Linked DNA regions of Hordeum vulgare: all the other regions are linked to region 1. The links are chromatin contacts, called in public Hi-C maps. All regions are on one chromosome and are shown on one strand. Each heading gives the region's core, a stretch centred on a gene start, on an enhancer-like site or on the middle of the called end of the contact. The rest is flanking DNA. Distances are from core to core; before and after follow the strand shown.

Evidence for each region. Hi-C and Micro-C count contacts between places; a contact is called where the count stands out from the background.
Region 2: a contact with region 1 is called in a Hi-C map of seedling, with 5 times the contacts expected there. The contact joins the promoter of LOC123444000 here to the promoter of LOC123444001 in region 1. A contact is called at or near these places in 4 of 6 Hi-C or Micro-C datasets (leaf and seedling) and 1 of 1 datasets of contacts at active chromatin or transcription factors (embryo).
Region 3: a contact with region 1 is called in a Hi-C map of leaf, with 2.6 times the contacts expected there. The contact joins the promoter of LOC123444002 here to the promoter of LOC123444001 in region 1. A contact is called at or near these places in 5 of 6 Hi-C or Micro-C datasets (leaf, seedling and an unstated tissue).

What each region holds. Positions count from the first base shown.
Region 1 is chr3H:405,407,008-405,411,042 of MorexV3_pseudomolecules_assembly, reverse strand. LOC123444001 (probable plastid-lipid-associated protein 14, chloroplastic) reads right to left here and starts at 1,841. Exons shown (of 13, transcript XM_045120595.1): 1 at 1,548-1,841; 2 at 1,426-1,469; 3 at 1,257-1,335; 4 at 1,028-1,150; 5 at 595-777; 6 at 427-513. The coding sequence starts at 1,802.
Region 2 is chr3H:405,265,018-405,268,989 of MorexV3_pseudomolecules_assembly, reverse strand. LOC123444000 (zinc finger CCCH domain-containing protein 13) reads left to right here and starts at 1,456. Exons shown (of 6, transcript XM_045120594.1): 1 at 1,456-2,634; 2 at 3,330-3,969. The coding sequence starts at 1,752.
Region 3 is chr3H:405,587,775-405,591,538 of MorexV3_pseudomolecules_assembly, reverse strand. LOC123444002 (long chain acyl-CoA synthetase 4-like) reads right to left here and starts at 1,510. Exons shown (of 19, transcript XM_045120597.1): 1 at 1,270-1,510; 2 at 310-373; 3 at 108-197. The coding sequence starts at 1,421.

The DNA.
Region 1 (4,035 bases), core at 592-3,091:
GTTATTCACACGAGGAATGGCTTGATCGAAACGCCTCACTGAATATTTATCTGAGACAACAGCTAATTCCTTTCATATGCATGATTCAGAAAAAGCACAGAGCAGAAATGTAGGATCACATATTACTTTTGCCATCAATCAATACATCAGAGTAGAAAATATACTACAGAGTTATACTAAGCACGATCTCACTTATGTCAGGAAATCAAGTTATAAATACACTGTTAAACGGAAATGATTAATACACGCTGATGCAAAATCGTGATGAAACGGGATTGTTATTTTTAATAGCTCAACTGTATAACATGAAATGGGCCAAACGATATTGATTTATTAACGTTCCCAGTAACCTAAGCATGATTACAACTTTACAAGGACATAATACAACCACTTGTGTAAACAAGAATAAAAGGAAATGGTGCTTACTTTGACATGCTTGTCTACTGGGCTGACATGAACATTCTCCAGCCTAAGCTCAGTATGAGCCATTCCATGGCTATGCAGATAATTTACCTGCATAAAGTAAGACATATCTTCAATCTAGATACACTGGTAACTGAATACATTAAAAAGTCTTTAACTCTTGAAACTTACACCAATCAGAAGGTCTCTCATCAATATCCTGATTAATCGCAGCTGCCGAGTTACAGCAGGCCCTCCAACCGAATCATCTCCTACCCTCCTCACTTGTTCTTCATCCAATGCTAATGTTGCTTCCAAGGTTGGAAGCCAATCCGAGAGTTGCAACCAGTGACGCAAGGAGTAGCTCCCATGGTACTGCATTAACATTTTTTATTGTAAAATACTGATTATAGCAGCACATCGCTCAATCCAGCAAGAACAAACAAACCTAAAGTAGCAATTACATCTAGACTAGAAACACCCCTAAACGGCTAAACCCAGGCAGGCCCTGACATGAAAATGAGCGCACAGCCATAATGCAACCAGGCCCAGATCATGAAAAATGTCACTTCCACATTTAACTTAAAACAAGATCAGCTCGACGAAATAAGGCAAAAGCTCTAACCCCATGCACCAAGACAAGCGGAGCGTCACCCTCCTCCATGGCCTTGCTCGGAGTAACGTAGCCATGGACCTGCATCGCGTAAGAATGGTACATCATCTGGCGACGGGCCAGTTTCTTGAGCACCTGTGATAACACGAACACACAGCCCAGTCGAGCTCAGCCAGATAGTTCCCCATATATTCCAAACGCACTAAACAGCAGCAATTTAACAGAGAGAGAGAAAATCCACCTCTAGCGCGCGCCGGCCCCTCCGTTTCGCCTGTGAGCTAGTCAGCTGCCGCAACACCACCGTCGACCCGTACAGCTCACTGAATTCAATCAAAAATAACAATAAGGAGAAGGTAATGATTGTGCGTTCAAAGAATTCGTACTATCCAAGTGTGTTCCATGCCGCTGACCTGCTAGGATCGCGCACCGTGGCCTCGAAGAGCATCTCATCGGACTGTAGTAGAAAAGGAAAATCGCCGAGTATTAGCAACGAGGGAGAAGCGCGACCGAATCAGTGGGGCTAAACACCAACCCGTCCGTGGAGCCCGACGCTGACGCGGTCGGCGACAGTGAAGTCGGCCATGTCGAACCTGACCACGGGGCACGGCCCCGCGGCGGCCCCCTCGTCCGCTGTCGCCGGCGCGGGCGCCGGCGTGGAGGCCGACAAGCTCGCCTCCAGCCGGCACCGCCGAGGGCGGCACGGATGCGCGGAGGCGCGGCATAACGGTCGGGGTAAGCCGGTCGGGGAGGGGCGCGCGGCGGCGACGGCGGCGGCCGCGAGAGCCATGGTTCCGTTGCGGTGGAGGGGGGAGGGGGGTTGGGGGAGTGGACTGATGGAGGGAGGGAGGGGCGCGTTAAGACTTAAGAAGAGGAGGAGGCGCGAGGCGGTTGCGTGCGGGGAAGCGGCGGGGGCGTACAGCCATGAGCTCGGCGCGCGCTCGCCTCACCCCGCACCGCGGCAGCGACCGTGCGGCGGCACCGGGCGTGCGATTTTTTTGGGCGTGGTGTACCAGCTCGGCCGTGCGCCGGTGTTGACCGTTTCCTTCTGCCACTTAGGCAGGGAGACGGAGTATTCTCCACCCAGTGGTCCACCGGTGAGTGTTATGGTGAGAAAATTGCTCAAAACAAATACCTGCCAAACGGGCCGGCCGGGCCTGTCAGAATCGGGTCTGGCACGCCACGGCACGCCGTGCCCCGATCAGTAAACAGCCGTGCGGTGCCGGCCGCGTATCAGGCTATCATGCCCAAATATGACACGCTCCGTAATCGGGTCGGTCCGCGGTACGCTGAGACACGCTAGCCCGTGGCACGTTTACTCTTTAAAAAAAAAATCCAAAAAATATATACTTTGACATAGTATCATATGGAATAAATTTAGAGTTTTATTAACGTCTGCCTCATTAAAACCTTCCATCTTAAAGAAATAAAAGAGTACAAGTCATTCTCTAGAAAAGTAGAAATACAAAAAGAAGAAAAGATAGAGAAAGGGAAAAAAATACAAATACTACTCCTACATTACATGCCATGCTTTGGATTTCTAGAAATCCTTCAACCTTGCCCTGCAGTGCCTGCGCTATAGCCGTCGCGTCGGCGGCGTCCGCTGCCTCCTTCACGTGTGCTGTTACGTGCCTCAGCAGGTGGCCGGTTCCCGTATTTTGTTCCACGAACAACTTCTTATCACATTGTTGGCGCTTTGCAAAAACCTGGGGGAGACCATCCTCATCTCTAACTATTTCTTCATCGTAGAAATTCTAAATTGCGTGCCGACGCCTCACAATAGCATCAAGCCAGTTTTGATTGGCATCAGCCATGTTTGTGTGTGTAGTGTGTACAATGAGATGGAGTTAGAAATGAGAAACTTGGCATCCCTTTTTATAGCCAAAAAATGGCACCATAGGCACGATAGACAATGTAGCATGTGGGATAAATCTTAAACTTTTTAGTGGCTGCCTCATTAAAACCTTCCATCCCTGGGAAGTAAAAGAGTGCAAAGCCACGCTCTAGAATTACAAAAAGGAAAGAAAATTACAAAAAGATAAGAAAATTACAAAAGAAATAGAAAAGGAGTACACTACACCACTAATCTACCGATAGGTCCAATGCCGAGTCTTCGTCAAAGCACATGTCTTTAAACATACCTATTAGTTCCATGTTTCCTGCAGTGTGTTGGGCTCTCCTTCTTGATAGCTCCCCATCTTTCACGGACATCAGTGTTCTCACCATATCAGGGGTGAGACTAGTTCTTCTATCCTCAATTATTCTTCCAGCAAGGCTGAAAGCAGACTCCGATGACACCGTAGAGATGGGTACCGATAACACATCACGTGCTAATATGGAAAGCATCGAAAATGTACGTTTGTGTTCTTGCCACCACTGCAGTATGTTGAACTCTTCCTCATTATCTAAATCGAACATGACTTTGTCATTGTTGAGGTACTTCGATAACTCCCCGGCAGCTTGAATCGAAGATGATGAAGTAGAAGAGCTTCCGGCGATAGAGGAGGACGAAGAAGAAGAACCAAAGATCTTGCTCCATGCTCCTCTCTTTTTACCCGCAGTAGGTGCTGGTGGAGGTCGCTGCATTCGAACTCCGGAATATTTTTGCTCATACTTAGCAAAAACTTCATATAGCTTGTCACGAGCCATGTTGAAGTCATCAATATAATCTAAACTTAGGGACGCAGATAGTACATTGAGTGCACTACGATACCCTTCAAGTTTAGCTCTAGGATCCAAGATAAATGCAAATGCATATCAAAGTGGAATATGTTCCCAATATTTTAAATACTTTGCTTTCATGTCAGCAACAACATCAAGTAATAATCCATCACCTTCATATGATTTCAAATGACCAGAACAACTCAAGAAATGCAGTCAATGTTGTAATAACATGCCAAGTTTCATCGGTGATTAGAGGTTTAATCCCATAATTTGCATTAATAAAACCATTGAACGAAACTCTGTCTCGAATAACTGCCTTAAGCATCAAATATGTAGAGTTCCATCTAACAGGCATGTCT
Region 2 (3,972 bases), core at 207-2,706, 140 kb after region 1:
ATGCCTAAATGCAGAACTGTCGAACGCTTGCACGAACCACGTGTGAAGATAAAAGGAAGAGCAAATGATTAAGTGTTGTTCAAGAAGTCCTCTCACACCAAAGGAAATGATTATGTGATGTTTAAGAATTTCTCCCATGTTATTTTTAGCCCAAGAGAAAGATGAATTCCAAGTCTCTTACGTTTTGGACTCAGATTCGGGTTGCACAGACATACCTGCCTCAAAACGTCAACAACTTTTTCATACGGACTCCGAATTGGGTGATTCTTTTTTTGCTTGAAAGTATATTTTATGTACGTTTCGGCCCAATTGGAATCACCTTAAAATTCGTTCGGAACGTGGAGACATTGACGAAATAATCCGACGTTGCATCAAAATTCGAGTCAAACTACAAGTCCAAAAGTGTTGCATCACCTCCACTTGGGCCCATAGACCTTGTACGACCTAGGGTTAGTTTTAGGCTGCCTTGAACGTCCTCCCACCTCCTTGGCCGACACCCCTTGCTCCTATATAAATATGTCAACCTAGTAGTATTTTGGTTGGGATTTGTTTAGTTAAAAATTAGTCATTGCAACTTCGTTTGTGTCCAACAACGAGACTAAGACCGCTTTCGGATCCCCACTCTTATCAATACTTTATATATATTCGCAATATTCAGATTGCTTTTATCATATTCTTACTTGTTCTTCGATTGCTTGCAGGAAGAGACCTTTGTGGTCAGGTTGATCGTGTTCCGGCATGGTCAATAACCTTTTGGAGTTAATTTAGCGATTGCTAAGGTGCAACGTCGTACACGTTTATAGTCGGATCGTCAAAGTCGTCTCCACCAAATCGATAACCACCATCTCATCGAAAGATCGGGACCCTCGCCTCTATCAACTGAGGTGCATTTCGATGATCATGAGTTTGAGGTGGACGAGGATGGTGAGGGTATTGTTGGTGCATCGAAAGAAAGAGCGGGCAGCTACACCATGAACGAAGACGTCTTGCTATGCAATACATGGTTGCAAGTGTCTAGGGATGTCTTCGAACTTTTATGTCATGATGAACTTGGTTGAGTGATTTTAAACTATGCCATGTCTTATTTTGATGTTTGAAATATCACATCTTATAAAAAATAATATATTGCAAGCGCCAGCTGCTCGCGCGCTGTAGTTTAGCGCGCCTGCTGAAACAGCTCACACGCGTTATTTTTTACGGCTGTCGTTGAAGCCAGCGCTCTCCGGCGCATTAAAATCTATCATTTCAACGCTATAAAATATTTTTAACACGCCACAGTTGGACGGGTGTTGAAGATATACTTGAAAAAGGAAAAAGAAGCCCGGCGAGCTACCGAAGGACCCGCGGGCGACGTGCATCGACTCTCGTGTCTAATCCCACCCCGGCGATCCTACGGCCGCACGCAAACGCAAGCAACCCACCAGCCCCCGGGCCAACGAGACGAACGCACCACACCAAACCGCAAACCCCCTCCAAATCCAAAGCCGAACGAAACAAAACTGAACCATTTTCTCCACGCACGAACTCGTCGTCGCCGCCGCCACCACTCCTCCCACCCTGTTTCCCCACCGCACCAAAACCCTAGCCGCCCAGGGGCCAGGGTCCACTCCCTCCCCCCTCCCTTCTCCGCCGCCACGACGGCCGCCTAGATCCCCTGGATCTCGCGCGCCCTAGGGTTCCTGCTTCCCTCGCATCCTCGCCGCCGCACCGAACGCGGTGCGATTCGAGGCGGGTTCCTGGCTGGCCCCACCATGCCCCGGAGCTCGCGCCACAGGTCGCACCGCTCGCACAGGCGGGGCGGCTCGTCGGAGTCCGAGGGCGAGGATGCTGGCGCCCCTGGCCCGCGGGAGGAGACCACGGCCGTGGCTAGGGTTCCGCGAGATCCCGAGCCAGAGAGGCGCAGGTCGTCATCGGCCAAGGAGCTGGTGAGCTCGGGCAACGGCTACTCGGAGCACGGGAAGAAGAGGAAGGATAGGGTCGAGGAGACGGTGGTGGATGTGGTCAGCGACAGGTGGAACAGCGGCGTGTGTGAGGATCACTTGGTCGAGAAGAGGTCTAAGAGTGAGGTGTTTGGGCCCGTCGATGTAGAGAAGCTGGTGGAGAAGCCCAAGGGTTCAGGGGATGAGCCCAAGAGGTCAAGCAGACGGACGGTCGGATCGGATGAGAAGGTTGAGGAGGTTGCGTCGAAGAGTGATTCTGGGAAGCGGCGGTCGGAGAAGGAGAAGGACCCAGGGAGGAGGGAGAGCAGTGGGCAGCATAAGGATGACAGAGATAGGGATAGGGAGAGAGACAGAGAAAAGGAGAGGGAAAGGGAGAAAGAATGGGAGAGACTGAAGGAGAGAGAGAGGGAAAGGGGTCGGGAGAGAGAGAAGGAAAGAGAACGGGAGAAGGAGAAGGAGAGAGAACGGGAGAAGGAGAAGGAGAGGGAGCGGGATAAAGAGCGAGACAGGGAACGAGAGCGGGAGCGTGACAGGGAACGGGAGCGCGAGAGGCAAAAGGATAGGGAGAGGGACAAGAAAGACTATGATTCGAAGCATGAGAAGTATGAAGATGGCAGTGCCAGGAAGAATGGATCGAAGACTAGTAGAGGGGAGGATGATGGTTACTCATACAAGAGGCACATAGAGATCAATGGTAAGGTAACCCTGGGTTGAAGTGTTCCCGACAATGCTGATAATATTCCAGCTACCTGTGTTACTGTTTAGTTATGCATGCTTTAATTTGCGTAACACAGTACTTGTTTTATACTCCGACTTGGACTTGTGCTGCTTTCCTCCACCACCATTTTAATTGTAAAACGAATATTAGTGGTTCCATAAGATGATAAGTGTTGAACTTTACTGTTTCGTATGTACTTGGTTGCAAAGAGTCCATTTTTCAATTAGTCTTTGTATTTTCTTGTGCTTTGATTCCATCCATCATACTATTTGGTTAACCAAACTGCTGTAAAAAAACCCTGTCCTACCGTACAAATCTAATAACGTTAATATCATTGGATATTAGCATTGGAGAGCTGATTCGAGACTTCCTTAGCATACCTTAATCTTATTATATTCATATGATTAAACTTTGCCTTGCTTATATGCTGATCTTCTGGAACTTATGCGAGTGGCTTATATATTTTTTCTGAAATCATATTTTTCAGCAGTGAAGTTGTGAACAAATTACCATTTTGGAACAGGTGTGAAGTTGTGAACAAATTACCATTTTAGTTAGTTAATTTACTTGTTCTGTTTGTTCCTTCCTGCCTACCTTTAAATGTTTTTTACTGTTTCATAATATTCTAACTTCCTTATGTTGGTTCCTAAAAGTGCACGTTTTTGAAACAGATACTCCAGCTAAAGAGAGACACAGTAACCCTGATAGGGAGACTGATAAACATAGCCGACGTAAAGACGACTCGGAAGACAAAGATAAGTGGCCAATTGACAATAGAGACATTGATGACCGGAAGACTCTGTCCAGGTATGATCATGGGAAGGTTAGGAGCTCTAAGGAACAAAGGTTTGATGATGAGAAGTATAAACAGAAGTACAAGGATGATTATGAAAGGGATAAGCGACAACAAGATGACAAGTATCTGGATGAGCGCATGATCCGAGATCATGGAAGTGACAGGGTTGATTACAAGAGCACAAAAGATGGGCACCGAATTTCAGAGGGCCATTACAGAAAAGATATAGTTCAAGACGGTGATCGTTATGACGAGTATGGCAGTAGGTACAAGGAAAATAGAGGTAGAAAAAGACCTCCTGAGGAAAATGATGACCATTATGATCTGAAAACTCCAAACACACGGGAGCAACGTGGAAATTTGGAAAAATCTTCAGGCAGTGGCCGACTCGATTCTCTGATTGAGAGAGCAAGGTCTGAACATAGACATCAAGAAAATGTTGATTCTAGTCCGAGTAAAGTCCATGGAAGAACTTCGCCTGGCTCAAATCCTCATCATGAAAAAGATCAAAGCTGGTA
Region 3 (3,764 bases), core at 261-2,760, 180 kb before region 1:
ATGTGTTCATTCAAGATGAGAAAACATATAACCTCACTGGAAACTATTGTAAGTAAATTAGCATTAGAGTTAATAGAATAGCAAATATATGAGAAACGAGAGCAAACCTTGGTGAGTCCACAGCTCCTAATAGAGTTACCGATTTTATTTGCAATGCCAAACACCTCCTTATATGTCCTCCAGACGTATGCACCAGCCTATTTGTTTATATCACACAAAATAATACTTTAGCAAGAATTCTACTGTTTTTATATTCCAGGGGGGGTATAAGTTGTAATCGACCAACTGAAATAATCGACCAAATGGTACCTTCCCATCAACAATCTCACGGTGACCAAGCATTCTGTTGTTTGGATACTTCTCCACTGCCATTCTGTGTATGAGCACACATCATTGACACTCAAAACTAAATAAGCTCAGTAGGACAAAAGGTCGCCAGATTTAAGAGTTTTAGTAGCAAGTCAACAGTGAAAATGCAACGAACCAACTTGCTCGGTTAATTTCGTTAACTAACCCGGAACAAACCAGACACTATTGACCAATATGACATCAGCGTTCCCACCCACACAAGACTATGGAGAAACTGAACTCAATTTGATGACAGGTTTGCATGGTCAGCGATTTGATTTTTTTCACAGCTGATTAACAGTTTTAGTGGGCCATGAAGGAGCAGGAAATAGTACTGCTGAGTTCGAACTAGTAATCTTAACTTTATTCCTCTGCTTTGAAGAACATTATCACTCCATAGAAAAAGCGTACTGATCCAGAATTCAAGGGAATTTAAAGAGAGAGTCTATACAACTGCCCAACTAACTAACAGAGTAACTAAACTGGATTTCGGAGCCGAAATGCAAAGAGAAAAAAATCAGATAAATGCAGAGTTGGGCTATTCTGTCGAGGGCGTGGGGGACAGATCCCGAGGGCTAGCATACGCAAGCAAACTGACATAAATGCCATAAAGAATAGGGTTCATGCAAGTAGTTGGACGGGAGGCATACGAGAATCAGGCATATCAAATCCCGGTTTCGTGTACTACAGGAGTACTAGCAAGGACAGCGACAAATAACCGCAAACAAATAAATGGAGGAAAAGATCCTCCGCATGCCACCCACTACGCGTGAACAGAACCACCGGATTCAATCCTTTGACTGACGCCGCCGAAAAGAGAAATAATCCAGGAGCCGTCCGGGCTCCCCCACCGCTCATCAACGGAGCAAATGATGAAGCAAGCAGGGGGGGAGCCCGGAGGAGCAAGGAGGGAGAGCTCACCGGAAGATGTCGTAGCAGCTGTCCAGGCCGGGGACGGGCGCCGGGAAGCCGTCGCGGGCGAAGGCGCTCCGGTAGGCGGGCCCCACCGAGGGCCGGCCGTCGGCGGCCGGGCGGCCCTCCTCTACCTTCACCACGTGCTGCATCTCCGCCATCCCTCCTGCTTGCTCCGGTAGCGGCGCGCTCCAAGCCTTGCCTTGCCTTGCCTTGCCTGCCTTGCTAGTTGCTACGCTTCGGAATGGACCGAAATGGCAAGAGGCGTGGAGACGGGGGCCTAAATACAACACTCCTTGACAGAAATATTGGTGTGTGTTTTTTTTCTTTTTTGAGAACAAATATTGGTGGGTGGGTGCAGCGGAGAGCGGTGGGGGCAGCTGGCATGGACAGTGGGAGGACGGGCCGGGCCGCTGGTTGGTGGGGCAGGTGACCGGTGCGCGGAACGGCCGACCTTCTCCTTGTCGAGACTCCTCGGGCGGTCGCTCATCCACACGTATCTACTTACATGGACCTGGCATTTTTGCGAACAGGGATATTGGTGGCATCAGCTTTCAGCTCTCCAAGATTTATTTTATTTTTGAGGAAAGCTCTCCAATTTTCTTTTGTTTCTGGACAAAACGGTTGACGCGATTTCCAGATGATTGCACCTGGTCTTAAATGACAGTGAATGCCCAAAAAAGGTATGCGCTGCATATTGAAGCGATCCTGTTGGATTTTTGACTTAATTTAAACTGTGTGGATGGCTTGGCTTGATTTTGATTTAAACCGCTATGCATTCATTACGGTGGCTGTGTGGCCCTGTCAGGTAGGAGTTGCGTGTCAACGTGATATTATTATTACTGGAAGTAGTACTAATTTAAAACGTGGATTTCATCAAGTATCACGTGGACGGTTATTTGTCGCTGACGATAAACAGTGTAATAAGACTGCAAAAAAAAAAGGTGCCATATCTTAGGGGACTTCTAGATTACTTGTTAATCCGGTCATGCTTGAAGAAAAAAACTCAGAAGATATGGAAAGTGCTTGCAGGTGTTCAGAATCTCTTTCATTGAGTAAGTTTGTTGGTGTAAGGGCATCTCCAACAATCTATACCTACTAATAAAGAAAATAGATATTCTTAGTCTGTCATGCTATTTTATAAAAAATCCCCTGATGCTTTTAACATTAAACCCGTAGTATATATTAAATGTTTTTTTAAAATACTCATATCTTCTAAACCGTAATTCAAATTCAACATATTATATATGAAATTTTATTAGAAAAATATGTAGAATTTAAATATGATGTTATTTTACTGTTAAACATTTAATAAAAATACTGTCTAGGATGCAACCTTAATAAATAAGTCATTGTTAGTCTTTCTTTCATATCGTTACTTATTCGGATTGGGGATGAACACGTTAATAAAATCAGGATTGGAGATGAAACTGAAGGTCACTTGTCTGATTCTTTGTACGTATTAAATCTACATGCAAGCCGTGTTAAAATAGAAGACCTGTGAAATTTTGAACTGCATTTTTATAGGATAAGATCATCTTTGTTTGTGTCGTAACTACAAATTCTTAGATTATAGACTATTTTTTATAAATTAAGAGTGTGTGGTATTTCTTTCTCCCATTGCAACGCACAGACCCTTTTGCTAGTGATTTGTAAAAAAAATCATATCATTCTCGGACGGGGGGTCAGTCCACGAAGGCGGATGCGTAAGTCCGTCATCCAACAATAACCGTAAATATTTGTGTTTGATAAATTTTAATTGCCAAATAACTATGTGGTTCCCTTAAAAAATGTGACTAGTAGCATTTTATTTGGCTTATTAATCTATGTGCTAGGGTAGTTTGCGCCAAAGCTAGCATTCTTAGCAAGAAGTAATAGAGAATCTTAATACAAAACTACACACCTTACCAAATGCTAATCGTATGACAAAAGTTAATCTTCCATCAAATGCCCCAATACTTAACCAAATGATGAAAAAGGTACATTCAGACCGCTCGGCGAATCGATATATGTCCGTATTGGATGGTAAACTGTGTCCAGACAGCATGGTCCGGACGGATAGAGGGGGTTTGAGGATCCGCCTTGAAGATGCCCTAAAGGATCTACTCCTTCCGGTCTTATGTATTGAGCTTGTTAGAGCAAATATAATAGAGATGAGTCAGCGGGCTATAAGAAATAAACTAATATATTTTTTCTTAATTGGAGAAAAGAGAAGAGGAGAGATAAAGTAAGCGGATTCTTAGTTAAGAGTGAGCTCTAGCACGTGCTCGGGCTATATAATAAAAAAATAATGCACTCTTCTAATCAACTATTGTACATGTTGGCTATAAGATAAGTTATAGATGACATGACAATGGCTTATAGCCAACAGGTAGCTATACTATTAACATGCTCTTAGAAAGAGCTCTGCGTCCAAGGCGTGAGGTGACTTTTATCTTGCAATGGGAAGAGGTTCTTTGTGATGGGTTCGATCTTGCGGTGCTCAATCTCAGTGACAGAAAGAG